Linked DNA regions of Mus musculus: region 2 is linked to region 1. A link is a contact called in public HiCAR-type data. All regions are on one chromosome and are shown on one strand. Each heading gives the region's core, a stretch centred on a gene start, on an enhancer-like site or on the middle of the called end of the contact. The rest is flanking DNA. Distances are from core to core; before and after follow the strand shown. Region 1 holds the start of Layn (layilin). Region 2 holds the start of Zc3h12c (zinc finger CCCH type containing 12C).

Region 1 (6,689 bases), core at 3,932-6,431:
AACTGCCAGCGTGGCTCATGGATGAGCTTGCTGAATACAGCTGAAGCATCTGCCTCAAGGTAACTGAACTTTGGAGAGGGATGGCACTCTCCAAATACTTTATAGCAACAGGTTCCATAACTCTGAATCTCTAAGATATTCCTGGGTCTGAAGCCAAGGGATAAAGGCAGCAGCTCCTCCGCTGGGTACCATCATCTCCTGTGGAGTTTGTACTTTCCATCTCTGCTGTGCTATGATCTGGGAGTCTGTAGGTACTTAGTTCCCAGAGGAGACTACTTTTGCTAGGAGACATACCAATAATCTAACTGAGCCATGATCCATGGTTGCCACTGTGTGTGTGTGTGTGTGTGTTCAGAGATCAGCAGACAAGGGGAGATGTCAGTATCTCAGGCAGGAGGTGGCTTGCTGCTGTATGCTATTGGTAGGATGAAGCTTCTACATTATGTACTTGGGAATATCTTCATTTTTCAGGTCCCACTTTTGAAAGTCAATGAGAAAATACATTAACTCTGGGCTGAGAAGTGTAAGTTGACTAGCGCCTCACATTCTTCAGAGATGATGGTCTGCTTATGCTACTTAGCCACTGAGACCAGCAAAAGGGTTAGGGTATGTTATGGAACAATGAAGGTGTAATATCAGACAGTGTCAGTTGTGGCTAGCTCTATGACCATCTTCATTGATGAAAAATATTCTTCCCACTCTGAACCTTGTCTTTCAAAATATCTTCAAGGAAGAGAAAGCTGTAAGAATCTTGGGGGAGTTTCTTTTACAATTTATATGAAGATAAGATCTGATAACTATAGCCAGTATACAGCGAGAGCTGGCATGATGTCTTAACGCAACAGAGAAACTACCTTAAACTATCATTTAAAATATTTTATTTATTTTATATGTGTGGGTGTTTTGCCTGCTTGCACATCTGTGTACAATGTGCATGCAGTGCCTGCAAAGTTGAGAAAAGGGCATAAAATCCCCTGGAGCTGAAATACTACAGACAGTTGTGAGCCTGCCATATATGTGCCAGGGACTAAGCCTGGGTCTGCTGCAAGAGCAGCCATTGCTCTTAACTGCTGAGCTATCTCCCCAGCCCAGATAGATTATCTTTTAATCTGATATGTTTTCCACATAATTGTACAGGCAATTCAGTTTCTCTGTTGTGAACCACTGTTTAGGTATTTTGCCTTTTTGTCTGTGAGGCCTTTGTATTTTATCATTTATGTATTTAAATTGGCTTACAACTATCATACAGAGATTAGCTTTTTGATAGATTGTTTCCCCTTTCCTATGTGGCCTTGTAATGATGACATTTTAAAAATGTTCTTCCATGTCCCTGTATCTTTTAGGAAGAGATGATGACAATGTCATTGTGGACAGTGGGTTATCAGTGTTCATCAGGATCTTGATGCTGTGAGATTGTTTCCTACAAACTGCTGCTTTCTTAATGTTTGGTTGTGAGCCTAGCATTTGATGGCTGAGCCATCTCTCCAGCCCAACTGCAGCTTTCTTAAAGTCTCCACCCTTGGTCAGTTGGTAGAGTAAAATACTGGCTCTGATTCTTTTTTTTTCAGTTTATCACTCTCCCCTGTGGTCTGGAGTCCTTCCCTTGTCCCATCTTTATGTACCTTTAGTTTCTCAATACAGTCTTATCTTATCTCCAAGGGTCAGAGAGCCAGAACCACAGGCCCTCACACATGGCATGCTATTGAAAAACATTCGGCTGGGCTTCACCCGCCTGAACAGGGCACTTTGGGCCCAACTCAATGCTGAGTTTGCCACCTGTGTCATACTGCCCTGGTCGGTGGTCATGGTCATTCTGTTGGCATTGCCACCATGGCTCTGTCTGGACTTTCTTGTGATTCTGACACCATGGGTCCTGCTCATCTCTTTTCTGAGCTATGTTAAGGGAATCAGCCGCCGTGGGATCCACATGCTTACCTAAACTGTGATGTGCTTCCATCTGTCCAAGCATAAAGGTCCTGGCAGGCTGTGTTATTGCTCTGTTTCTCCTCCAGCCTCTTGAGGCCAATCCAGAAGTCACCATCAGATGCCAGGAGGTTTTCAATGAACTTTTCTATCAACCTCTGCTCATCCTCTGTCTCAATGCTGACGAGCTGTCCCCCATCCTCCATGCAGGTTTCTTTGGCTTCCTCAAAGTTCAGTCTTTGAAAGGCGTCATGGAAATAAATGACTTTATAGCAAGGCCTCCGTGTTCCTCCTCGGCAGACCAGCTGCCCTAGAGAGAGAGAGAGAGAGAGAGAGAGAGAGAGAGAGAGAGAGAGGTCGGGGAGGTAGGGGAAAGAGAAAGCAACCTGTCTCAGTTCTCCATTAAAGTATACCAGAGCAGATGTACTTAGAAACATCTCAATGAAGCTTCCTCTGGGCAGGAATTCTGATTGTCCATCTTTGGACTGTTACCACTCAGGCTTTCTAGAGAAAATTAGTACTCTTTGCAACACAAAGTTAAAGTGATTTTAAATGCTGATGTCTGTATTGTGTAGGGGATCTGTGTTTTTGTTCCAGTGCAGATTGATGAAGATATTTCTATATTTTAAAATAAGTAGGAAAATATTACGGCTTCACTTGATGTGTACAAAGATGATGTTCATGCTCTTAGGGAGTCTTGTGAAATTATGGGACTTAGAATAAGAGTTGCTGTGAAGTGCTTCCTTCAGTGTAGAGGGACACTCTGACGTCAGTTGTGGATTCCTCTACCCTGAAATCCCCTGTCTATGCAGTGGAACTAACTTGCTCATCTCTGGTGAGCAGAAGCTAAGAGCTTTTGTGGGGTTTTCTGCTACTGATGGTCAGATCTCTAACCTAAAGACAATAGCTAGAGTTTATTGAACTCTTTCCATGTCCCAAGGCTATGGTCAAAGTTTTATAATTTCCTTTGGTTCTCATAACAGTCTTCTGTGTCAGGACTGTTTATGTCTCACTTTATAAGTGAGAAAACTGAAGCTCATAGTAAGTGATTTGTCATAAACTATCGGGAGCATTAGCAGAGGCAGAATCCAGATCTGAGTATTGAGTCATACCAGAACCACTGAACTGTCTTGATGGCTCCACATTCCCCTACAGACTCAGCTTGCACTGGGAGCCCATCTCTCATTTGATTGACACTTGAAGGACTGAAGACTGTTTCAGAAAAATGGATGAGATTCCACTGAGCAGCAAGTAGCAAGCTGTTCACTAGCACAGGCTGCCCTAGCTTGTATCTGGATGACTGGAGTCTTGCTGCAGCTGAAACCCATCCCAGTCACCCCTCTGTTCAGTCAGCATTTATTGGGTAAATCCCCCTCGCTTGGTGTGCTAGGTATTGAGAATACAGAAATGCCAATTCCTAACCCACAGGAGCCCACAGCATGATTCTGGATGTAAGGGTACAAAATAAAAACCAAATTTCAACAAGGAAACCAGTCCCTGTAATGAAAGAGCCAAACTTCAGGCTACAGGTGTGAATTGCTGCCATGGAAGAAGGCGTAAATGATTTTATATTGTCAGACTTTCTGGAATGTTTTAATATCCCCAAGATTTCAGCTCTGTAGAAAGCCAGACGATGGTTTTTTTTTTTTATGTCCATTAATTGTCCAGCATACAAACCAAAAGGCCACAGACAGTGCTATCTATGAGGGAGCTATACAAGATTCTCCCCAAATCTCCATGCTTTGATAAACTCTCAGTGGACAAGGAGCTGGGAGCATCCTGTACTTGCCTGCCTTGTTAGAGGTTTCTAACAGAACAGGCTCCCAGCGGATGAGAGTGCTCAGATGCTGGGCTTCTCACCGGGGAAGTGTTCCAGAGAGGAGAATGCAGGCATTGGAGGACTGCAAAGAGCCCTGAACACCCCCAAACCTGGTACAAGAGAAGCTGCAGTTGCTTTTACTAGTGGTCCCGCCTGCCTTTCCAGGCCAGACTGCCAAGAGAAAGCTTAACACCTTGATAGAGTTTCCTGTATGGTCCAGGCTGGCGGCATATGTCTAGTGTATGCTAGTGAGTTCTAGGGAGTACCAGAGCTGGAAGGAGGCCCAGGACCCATCTGGTTCCCCTGCCTTCAGGAAGTGTCTTTCTTTTCTCATTTGCAGGAAGGGGAAGGGCAGGCAGGAGGTCTCCTGTCACCAAGCACAGAGCCATGCAGCCCTAACCCTCCCAGTGGCGTCAGCAGCTCCTCTGCTTAGCCAAACACCCCCTCCCAATCCTGAAACCAAAGTTAGATTTCTTAAACCAGACCCACAAGCTAGAATACAGTGGAGATTCCAATTCTACTCCATCCCTCTTGGCCAAAGGGAACCTGATAAAAAGATACCGATCGCTCCCCGCCCACGCTCCTCCCACCCACCCCCCAACCCCCCCCCCCACCCCCGCGCCCCATGCAGACCTAGTGGAACAAGAAAGAAGTCGGACCACTGTACCTCCTCTGGGGTCCAAGTCCGAGGCTGCAGTGACACACACACAGGGAAGGAAGCAGAGAGTCACTCTTGGAGCCTGGCAGGGCTGGTTCCTGGCTAACTAGGCGCTTTCCCAATCTCCAAGCATTTCCAGGCCAGCCACCCTCCCCTCAGAGGAGAGTAACAGGTACAGTTCCCATAGCCCTGCGGATCCAGGATCGGCTGCCTCCACTAGAAGGGTCCAGGCAGCATGGCGCTCAAGGGGCACTCACTGGAAGAAGTTTGCCAACTGCCCCACCCAAGCTACATCCTCCTCACCCCTTAGTAACCCCGGGGAGAGAACTGACTTCCAGCGTTGCGGATACCTAGGGTGGCCCCAGGAACTGGAGCTGGTTGCATTTTTGCTCCCTGGAAGCAGAGAATTCAAGAAGGCTGATTGGGTCCGGGGTTGGATCTGGGGATTGCCCCACTACATAAAGGGGCCAGGGTGCAGTGACCCTGAAGACAGTCCTCAACTGCTGAGGTTTACTGGGTGCATCAACCCCAGGTGCTCTGGCACCAGCCCTCTCCCCCAGGACACACACTCACCGCTCAGCAGGCGACCCTTCGAATCCCTCGGTTTGGCCAGCAGCACCGCCAGCAACATAGCCTGCAGCGCTGCTCCCGGCTGCATGGCTGGACTCCAGTGCCTCCCGACACCCTGGGACTAAGGCAGAGAAGTGGGCAAGTAGACGACTGCGTTTGAGCAACTGCAACCAAGGCAGCTGCATCTCCCAAGGATCCACAGACCCCGCACTGGGCGGAGTCCGGGAGGGCTCTGAGTCGTTGGTTGCCCATCCACCCCCTGGGACGTCACTGCGGGGGAAGGCAGCCCCTTGGGCTGGCCCGCCCCCAACGTCTAGTGCTCTGGACTCCAGAAACTGCTAACTCAGGGGGAGTAGCCAACGGAAGGGGCCGCTCTTTGCAGAGAGCCGCCCAGGGAGATTCTGAGTTTGCCTAAGAGAAAAATCCCACTAGTTTTTGAACTCCCAGAAGGTGGAAAGCGGGTACTGTACTTTCAAACAGTATAGCCTCTTGCCCTCATCACTACCCAGCTCTAGTGGGCTAAAGTAGCAAAACCCCTACTTACACCACAGTAAGCGTCAGACCAGGGCAGCACCTGGGAAAGAACTTGAGCAAGGGAGGAACAGATTCTCAAGCAGGCAGTGTGTCTACTGACTAGAGGCATTTCAGACTTGGCCTGAGGGAGACCTCCAGCAGAAGCTAGAGTATTCCAGATCTCAACCAGAAAGACACTTTGCTTTGTGTAGGGCACATATTGGAAGATAGGAGTGGTTTAGTGGAGTTCAGCTTTTGGTGGACAGAAAAATGACTCCCGTTGCAAAGAATGATCCTATTCTTCCTATGGAAGCTTTCATAACCAACCCAAGTGTATGCTCCCCTTTACACTCCCACAGTAGTTGTGTTTACATGTGTGTTCTCAAATACATTCGCACAGTAGATCCAGTCTCCCATCGAAAATCTATGAAGTAGAAAGCTGAGAGTTCATTGATCTTTCCGGTATACTATGGTATTGCGAAGCGTAGCAGAAACCACATCTCGGTTACTGCCTTCTGGATTTTGGTTCCAGTTTGCTTCTGTTTTCCTGTTTATCCAGCTTTTCAGCAGAGCAGTCAGAAAAGCAGAGAAGGGGCCCTGAGAAATGGACCAGTGGTTAAGAGCAGTCATTACTCTTGCATAGGACTGGGTTCAATCCCAGCACCGGGCAGTGGCTCACAATCAACTGTAACTCCAGTTCCAGGGATCTCCTGTCTTCTTCTGGCCCAGAGGCACGAGGCTTGCATGTGATGCACATACATACATACATACATGCTGGGAAAACACCCACAACACATAAAATGCAAATAAATAAATCTTTTAAGAAACGAAGCAGAGGTGCTTCCACACTCTTGACACACTTGTTCTAAACAGGCCTGAGATAAAGCAGGAGTAGGGATGGATCTGTCTTAGCTCCAGCTGAGAACAGAGCAGGAGCTGTGTGATTACAGAACCCCGGCACCAACAGGTGGGGACTGGCAACCCTTTCCTGTGTTCCGGTTAGACTATCTCACACCAACCATTCTCTCTAGACTGTCTCCCCAGCAAAGCAACTGTGGTGGTGGTGGGACACAGAAGTGGCACCTGATGGTCTGCTTGAAACGCTGCATTTCCTTGGTGTCTGTGTGTCCGTTGGCAAGTCATTTTATTCATTATATATCTTGATGGCATTAATAATTGCCATAACAGTTTTGTGATGGTTTGCCG
Region 2 (6,796 bases), core at 1,582-4,081, 1.1 Mb after region 1:
AAACCCCACAATCTGGTCTGACTGCAGGAAGTGCATTTAATGGGAAATATTTTTGATCTCCCCTGAAAAGTTTGGGGTTTGCATAAGTGGTGTTGTGAGATAATTCAAGATAAATGACTTGCTGACCAAATTGTTGAGTTCAACTAGGGGATATTATTTTAATATTGAGCAGTTTTGTTGTGTTTTTGAGCTGGGGGATCTGTATCAGACATGATAAATACCTCTGGAAAACACAGACAGTGAGATGAAAATTTCTGACTGAAAGATATGTAGATTTTTTTAATTTTCACTTTTCAAAGTGGCAAGCCCAGATACTGCAAAGTTTTGAAACAAAAAAGCCTGACCAGTTTAAAACTGCCCTTCAGTCAATCCTTCTATTTCTCCTCCAGGCTAGTATTTGAAAAGCACCAGTGGTTGTACCTGGATCTGTTTTGCTATGTCCTTTACCACATGGCTATAGTGTAAGGCTGGGAGAAATGGATGTTTGGTTGTTTTTATAGCGTTAAACTCTTTAATAGTTCTTTATAGTAACATAGTTAGCAAACACTAATACTTTCAATTTCATTTGTACATACTATTTAAATAACATTTCACAATATGTTTTTCAATAATAGCCAATAGTGCTTTCCAATGTTAAAACTAAATGCAAGCATGGTCTAGGTTTTAAATGAACAATTGCAATAACTTGATTTGTATTGACTGAGATGGTAAACATTTGGATTTTAAAACTTCCATTTGTAGAGTGCTTCTGATCAAGTTGTAGCTCGTAAAACTTGCCATGACTTAACAGGGCCTTTAAAAACAATCCAGAATTTGATATGAGCCTTAATATTTGAAGAGATACAAATAGCAGTAGTGGGACACACAGAGCTTAAAGAAGTTAACACCCAAAGCTGTGCACAGTGAAGAGTGCCACGGTGCCTCTGTCTGCTTAGCAGTTTAACAATGACTACTAAGTTTTCAAAGAAAAAGAATTCATAGAATGTGTTACTTATCATATGCAATGCAATAATATCTTTTAATTTCTAAACCATGAATGGTTTAGACTTTTAAAGTTTTGTATTATTCAGTCAAGCCTAAGCTTATGCAAGTATAAAACTCAAATAAAATCAACCAGTATGGTCATTTTCCTCTGTTCCTGCAGAAGCAGGGTCACAGCATCACTACAGAATAGACCAGCTTGTACTTCCAGAGTCACCGGAGAACTCTGAGAAGAAACTGTAAACTTTGTATCACAGAACCATTCTATATGGTGGCTTGTACATTATACCCAGATATAATAAAGATATTCTGTTCTTGAACAAAAAAATACTAGGCAAAAATACAATAAAGACATACCCAGTTTTAAAATATCCATAGACTATCTCTAGATATATCAGAAATTCACTCTTTTTCTTGATAAAGACTATCTAAAACTTAAATAATAGTATTTGTTGAAAAAGAACAAATTATGTTAATTTTGTACATGATGATGAAAAGTGACTTATTCTTTCAGTTGTCAAAAAAAAAATAACTATAGTGGCTAAATGCAGGTTTAGGACATGAAGGGCACTGATCTGAAATTTATTGCATCTACTGGAATTCCTCTATTTAGTAAAAAGATTGTTTGCTAGTTCTCAATAGGCAACTTGGATAACAACTCACCTTAACCTGGGTAAAGCTTGTTTTTATCATTCTAAAGAGCACGATAGTGACCAGGAATATTAGGCCATAAACTTGCTACATCAAATTATTTGTTTGTAAAGTCACAATGCATGAAAGTAGGTTCTGGTTGCTATCCAAATGGTTATACTAGAGAACAATGAGAGTAAAATAATGAATATGTAATAAATACCTACTGCTATGGTCTTCCCGTATTTAATTACCATTGTACTTGAGTGAGCACTGTTGTCTGCACCCCTCTAGCTAACAAAGGAAGGATGTTCCTTTGAACAGATTGGTTAATGTTCTGGGGCAACAGATGTCTACTGGAACTGCAGGAGACCAGCAACTGGTGGCCTGCCTATCTTCTGAAAACTTTCAATAGACTTATGCATATGTTCACACAATGGGGCATGTGGTAGAAACGAAAACCTCTCTTTAACCCTTTATGTTCTTTCGTTCCCTCCCAACTGACAGATGAAAGTCTTTGTCTACTTATCAGCTCCCCATTACAGAACTCTTGAAACTAACTGGGATGGCATCTTCAACCTGATATCTGAAATTAACAGAAGAGGAAAAGAAAGAGAAAGGAACTAAATCCCACACCAATACTGACATTGTTGACAAAGCACCCGAATGCTTAATCATCACCTTTAAAAGCAGCTGTTGGAAACAGCGATCAGTCTCAATCCATCTCTGCAAACTAGACTCTTCACACCACAGAAACAATCCACTGAACCTGACCAGCATTTCACAGGGATGCCGTGAGAAACAAAAGCACTTGACAAGAGAAAATCTAAATTTGTTGTTTAGCAGGAGATTAGAACTTGGGTATAACTTGCCCTAAGCTCCCGAGGATTGCTTAATGCCCAAGGCTTACACGCATTCACAAGCTAAAAGTAAGTGTATGCAAAAACATACAAATATAAAACTCTGCCTCACAGATATATTCTCAGAAAGAACCAGTTTCTCTTAGCATACTGGCACCAACACTTTCCTTTTCTTTTGTGGTGCCTCTTCTCCTGCACAGAGCTGAGATTATAGCCTTTACAGCAAAGTTTAACTTCTAAAAGCAGTAAGTAGCATAGATACTTACGTTAGCAGGAAAATACAAAGACATTGGTTTCTGTGGCAGCTCCAGCAGTAACAACAATTTTAGCTGCAGACTTCCAGGCAGGCAAGAAGAACAATGAGTGGTTGAACAGATGGAATGGCAATGTCTTTGCTTAACCTATTACCGAGTGGAGCAACAGCCAATCACAGGCCAGAAAGCTCACAATTAGTTAGTCAGGCAGATGCAAGACAACCTCAGCACCCTGCGTCAGGTTCATAGGTTCCTAAGATAAGCAAGCTGATGTCATTCTTGGGTCTGCCCCGGGCAGCATGTGTATTAAATGAGGGGTGTGCAGCAACAATAGGCCATACAAAGCTGACTAGTAGGCAGCTGCTCTCTATGCGAGCAGTCATTAGGGAGCAGGCTGCCAACAAGAAACACCTGGCTTGGGCAGACTTCAGCCTTGCCTCTGTTTTTAATGCACGAAAACAATGAAAGCAATTATATTTTAAAGTAGAAAAGTTGCATGTTTCCAAAAAAGTTGAGGCTATATATTAGTCTATTAGTGTTTCATCTTTCTTTGAGAGAGAAAGAAAATGAGGTGTGTCAAAGTAGCAGTTAACTATTGCAGCAATCTCTTATAATAGATCAGTTACTGGTGAAATGAGGCAGAAGTTATAGTTAATCTATTTCTCTGGCTACAGTGGAAAATCTGTACTTTCAAGTATTTGTTAGCTGGCCGGTGGTCCGTGGTGGCGCACACCTTTAATCTCAGCACTGGAGAGGCAGAGGCAGGCGGATTTCTGAGTTCGAGGCCAGCCTGGTCTACAGAGTGAGTTCCAGGACAGCCAGGGCTACACAAAGAAAGCCCGTCTTGGAAAAAAAAAAAAAAAAAAAAAAAAAAAAAAAAAAAAGACAACAAAAAAAGGTATCTGTTAGTGTGTTACAAGATAATAAAACTTAGAGCTGGTGAAAATAGCAAAATCAAAGGCATATGAGTTTACAAATAGAATTAATTTTAAAAGTTCTCTAGAAGTATAGTAAAATAAAATACTAATTTGGTCTAAGTTTGTGAAAAGAAGTAACATAAAAATGTACATTTAGACAAAACTAACTTTAACCTAAAATCATTAGACCAGACCAGCTGAGCTATGAAATATAGCAATGTAAAACTCTCTTATTATAGATACTGGTTAGCTATCTAATTAAGTAAAAACAAAACCTTTTATAACATACTTGCTAAAAATGTATTTCATAAAATTTCAAAGTTGTAATACTCAAATTTAAGTCTAGAATATGTTAGTATTAACAAGAAATACTGGGATAATTTTGAAGGACATCTCAAGTATACTAAATAAGTATCCTCGATTTACTTCCACGATCCACATGACTGCGTATATAATCCTACGGACTACTTGCTTGAGTGCTGCATAGGTTATTTCTTGAGTGAGCTAGGATTATGAAAACATTTAATCCAGATGTCAACACCATAAGACATTGTAGTTATTCCTTGCTGAAAAAAAATCTACAGCTGATCTACTTATGTGATGTAGACTACCCATGTGTGTAGTCTAGAAGCAACACATACACATGTATGTACATCACACATGCACATGGACACATACAGCTGTACACACTGTTCCACATACACACTCCCTTTTCACTGAAATGCAAATGAAATTCCAGTATAGACTAAGAACTACTAATTTATGCAGAGCCCAGACTTTAAAGATATAAAACTAAAATACCTGAAACAACCTAAGTCAATTTCTCTTTTCACACACAGGGGGCCATCTGTGAAAACCTAGGACAAGAAAGTTCTCTTTCTTCAGGACTTCTGCCCTTGTCCTTTTCATGTTCGATCAAACACAAGTCAGATGTTTCTCTATTTACAAAATGAAAAATCTATTTCACACACTTAAAAATCTCAGCTATCTCACTACAAACATTCACCATGCTGACTAAAAACCTGATAGCTATTTCCAGAAATAAAAAATATAATATGATATTATAGGTCATCATGTCTATGGATGTTTTCACTCAATAGAACTTAGTATTTACTGAAGCTATGTGTGTGTGTGTGTGTCTGTGCGAGTGTGGAGGTCAGGGGATAACTTTCTTTCTTTTTTTTTTTTTTAAAGATTTATTTATTTATTATATGTAAGTACATTGTAGCTGTCTTCAGACACTCCAGAAGAGGGCATCAGATTTTGTTACGGATGGTTGTGAGCCACCATGTGGTTGCTGGGATTTGAACTTCGGACCTTTGGAAGAGCAGTCGGCGCTCTTTAACCACTGATCCATCTCTCCAGCCCCAGGGGGATAACTTTCTTAAGTTGCTTCCCTCGTTCCACCATGTAGGACCCAGTGATCAAACTCAGGTTGTTGCACCTGGCAAGCTCCTTTACCCACTAAGCCATCTTGTCAGCCCAGTGGCAACATTGTTGAATAAAACACAACTGCTAGATTTTGGACGTTGTGTTCATTTCTGAAGCGAGCGCTACTATTTTTCTGCCAAGCACTGTAGTGATGCAGCAGAAGCAGTTAAACCTCTGGTCTGAATTTATTAGCTCACTGAAAAGTAAGATAAAGTGTCTTTATCATCACAGTTTATTGCAAATTACTAGGTCAAGTACACAGAACGCAAAGCCTCATTTTGGGGAAACATGTATCACAGAAATGAGGAAAATTAGGATCCATCTCTACCTCCTTCCATCCCCAGAGCTCTTTTAAAAGGTGGGGGAAAAAAGGTATCAGCTCTGAAAGCAATAAATCAGATAAATATGATGGGGACAGCATAAATCCATGCACAGTAATTACAGCTCCAACCAAAATCCCAAGCAGAAGTCACGGTGAGAACAGTATTAAGGCCTTTTCCTTTTGTTTGTCAAAGGAAACTACCTAGTCTGAATGGACAGTTACACGTCCCTTAGCTTTCTCCTCTTCTTTATCACTCGCTACCACAGTTACTAGTTTATAGCTTTAATGCTAGAGGGGAGGAATCACAAAGAAGGAAAACTACCCCAGAGCGCAGCAGGAAGCCTGAGCTACAGCACTGGATTAAGCTTTTTTTCAAACAGCAAATAAGGGCAGTGATCTGAAAAAACTAATCAGATCCTGCTGTGATATTTATACCCTCTTGCTTGCCAGTATTGGATAATGTTAAGCACATTAAAACATCTGTAGGTGAAAAGGGCCCAATCTGCCATTTTTAGTGACATAGGCCTTCCCATTGCAGGACAAATAAAAACAGCTGATCCTTACGAGCTCTGTTTGGGTCATTGCAAAAGACTTATATGACAGAAACAATGCAAAGTAACACAGAGAAAAGGAGCCAGCTCAGCTTTTGGTGTTCCCCACAACTGTCAATGTGAAGGGTGAATCTATCATTTGATATCAGGCCTTGTACTGTTGTGAAGCAGGAAAGCGATGCAAAGGTGCCTGGAGGCTGAGCTTGGAAGCCAGTCTCTTGGCCAGAGGTGACTCACACTGACTGTTATCTTTCCCAGTGTGTTACCTTTCTCTTTAATATATGAGCACTCTGGATTCTGACTGACAGCAGCAGCATGGAAGATTATCCTATCAAAATCTCCCAATTGTGCCCGAAAGTTACGAGATAAAATTTTAGCCAAAATTTGTTATTTCTCAGGGTATAAAAAAATGAACTAACCATCCAAATAAAAGATAACTTATATACATAGTTTAAAAAACATAAACTGGGTACTAATAGCCACATCTGAGCATTTTAGTTAGGAAGGCATGAGATCTTCCATCCATGAAACTATTTTTCTGTGTGTTATCTGAAACCTTGAGCACAACACTGAGAATACTGACTATATGAACTAAATACAAACTACTGCTTAGTATCAGTTAAAAGAAACTATCAACTGTATGCCAAGAGCTTATATCACTGTTTATGTGGTGATTCTAGAATGTTCTGAAGAAATATACATTCTCCTAAGTTCCTTCGCCCAGAGAAGACCAGGAAGAGGAGGCACAGGATGAAAACTTCAGCATAGTTTATGTTTGCATCTGGCCCTGAGTATAATCCAACCAGAAATATAATAAAGTACATCCTGTATTTAACAACTGTAAGAAGAA

Evidence for each region. HiCAR-type assays count read pairs that join an accessible place to other places.
Region 2: a contact with region 1 is called in a HiCAR-type map of astrocytes, with 3 times the contacts expected there. The contact joins the promoter of Zc3h12c here to the promoter of Layn in region 1. A contact is called at or near these places in 2 of 39 promoter capture datasets (hippocampal neurons and liver), 1 of 115 datasets of contacts at active chromatin or transcription factors (astrocytes) and 1 of 9 other capture datasets (embryonic tail).

What each region holds. Positions count from the first base shown.
Region 1 is chr9:51,071,913-51,078,601 of GRCm38.p6, forward strand. It overlaps Layn (layilin), which reads right to left and starts at 5,182. Exons shown (of 8, transcript NM_001033534.1): 1 at 4,974-5,182; 2 at 4,410-4,433; 3 at 1,936-2,233. The coding sequence starts at 5,058.
Region 2 is chr9:52,146,532-52,153,327 of GRCm38.p6, forward strand. It overlaps Zc3h12c (zinc finger CCCH type containing 12C), which reads right to left and starts at 2,832. Exons shown (of 6, transcript NM_001368810.1): 1 at 2,738-2,832. The coding sequence starts at 2,761.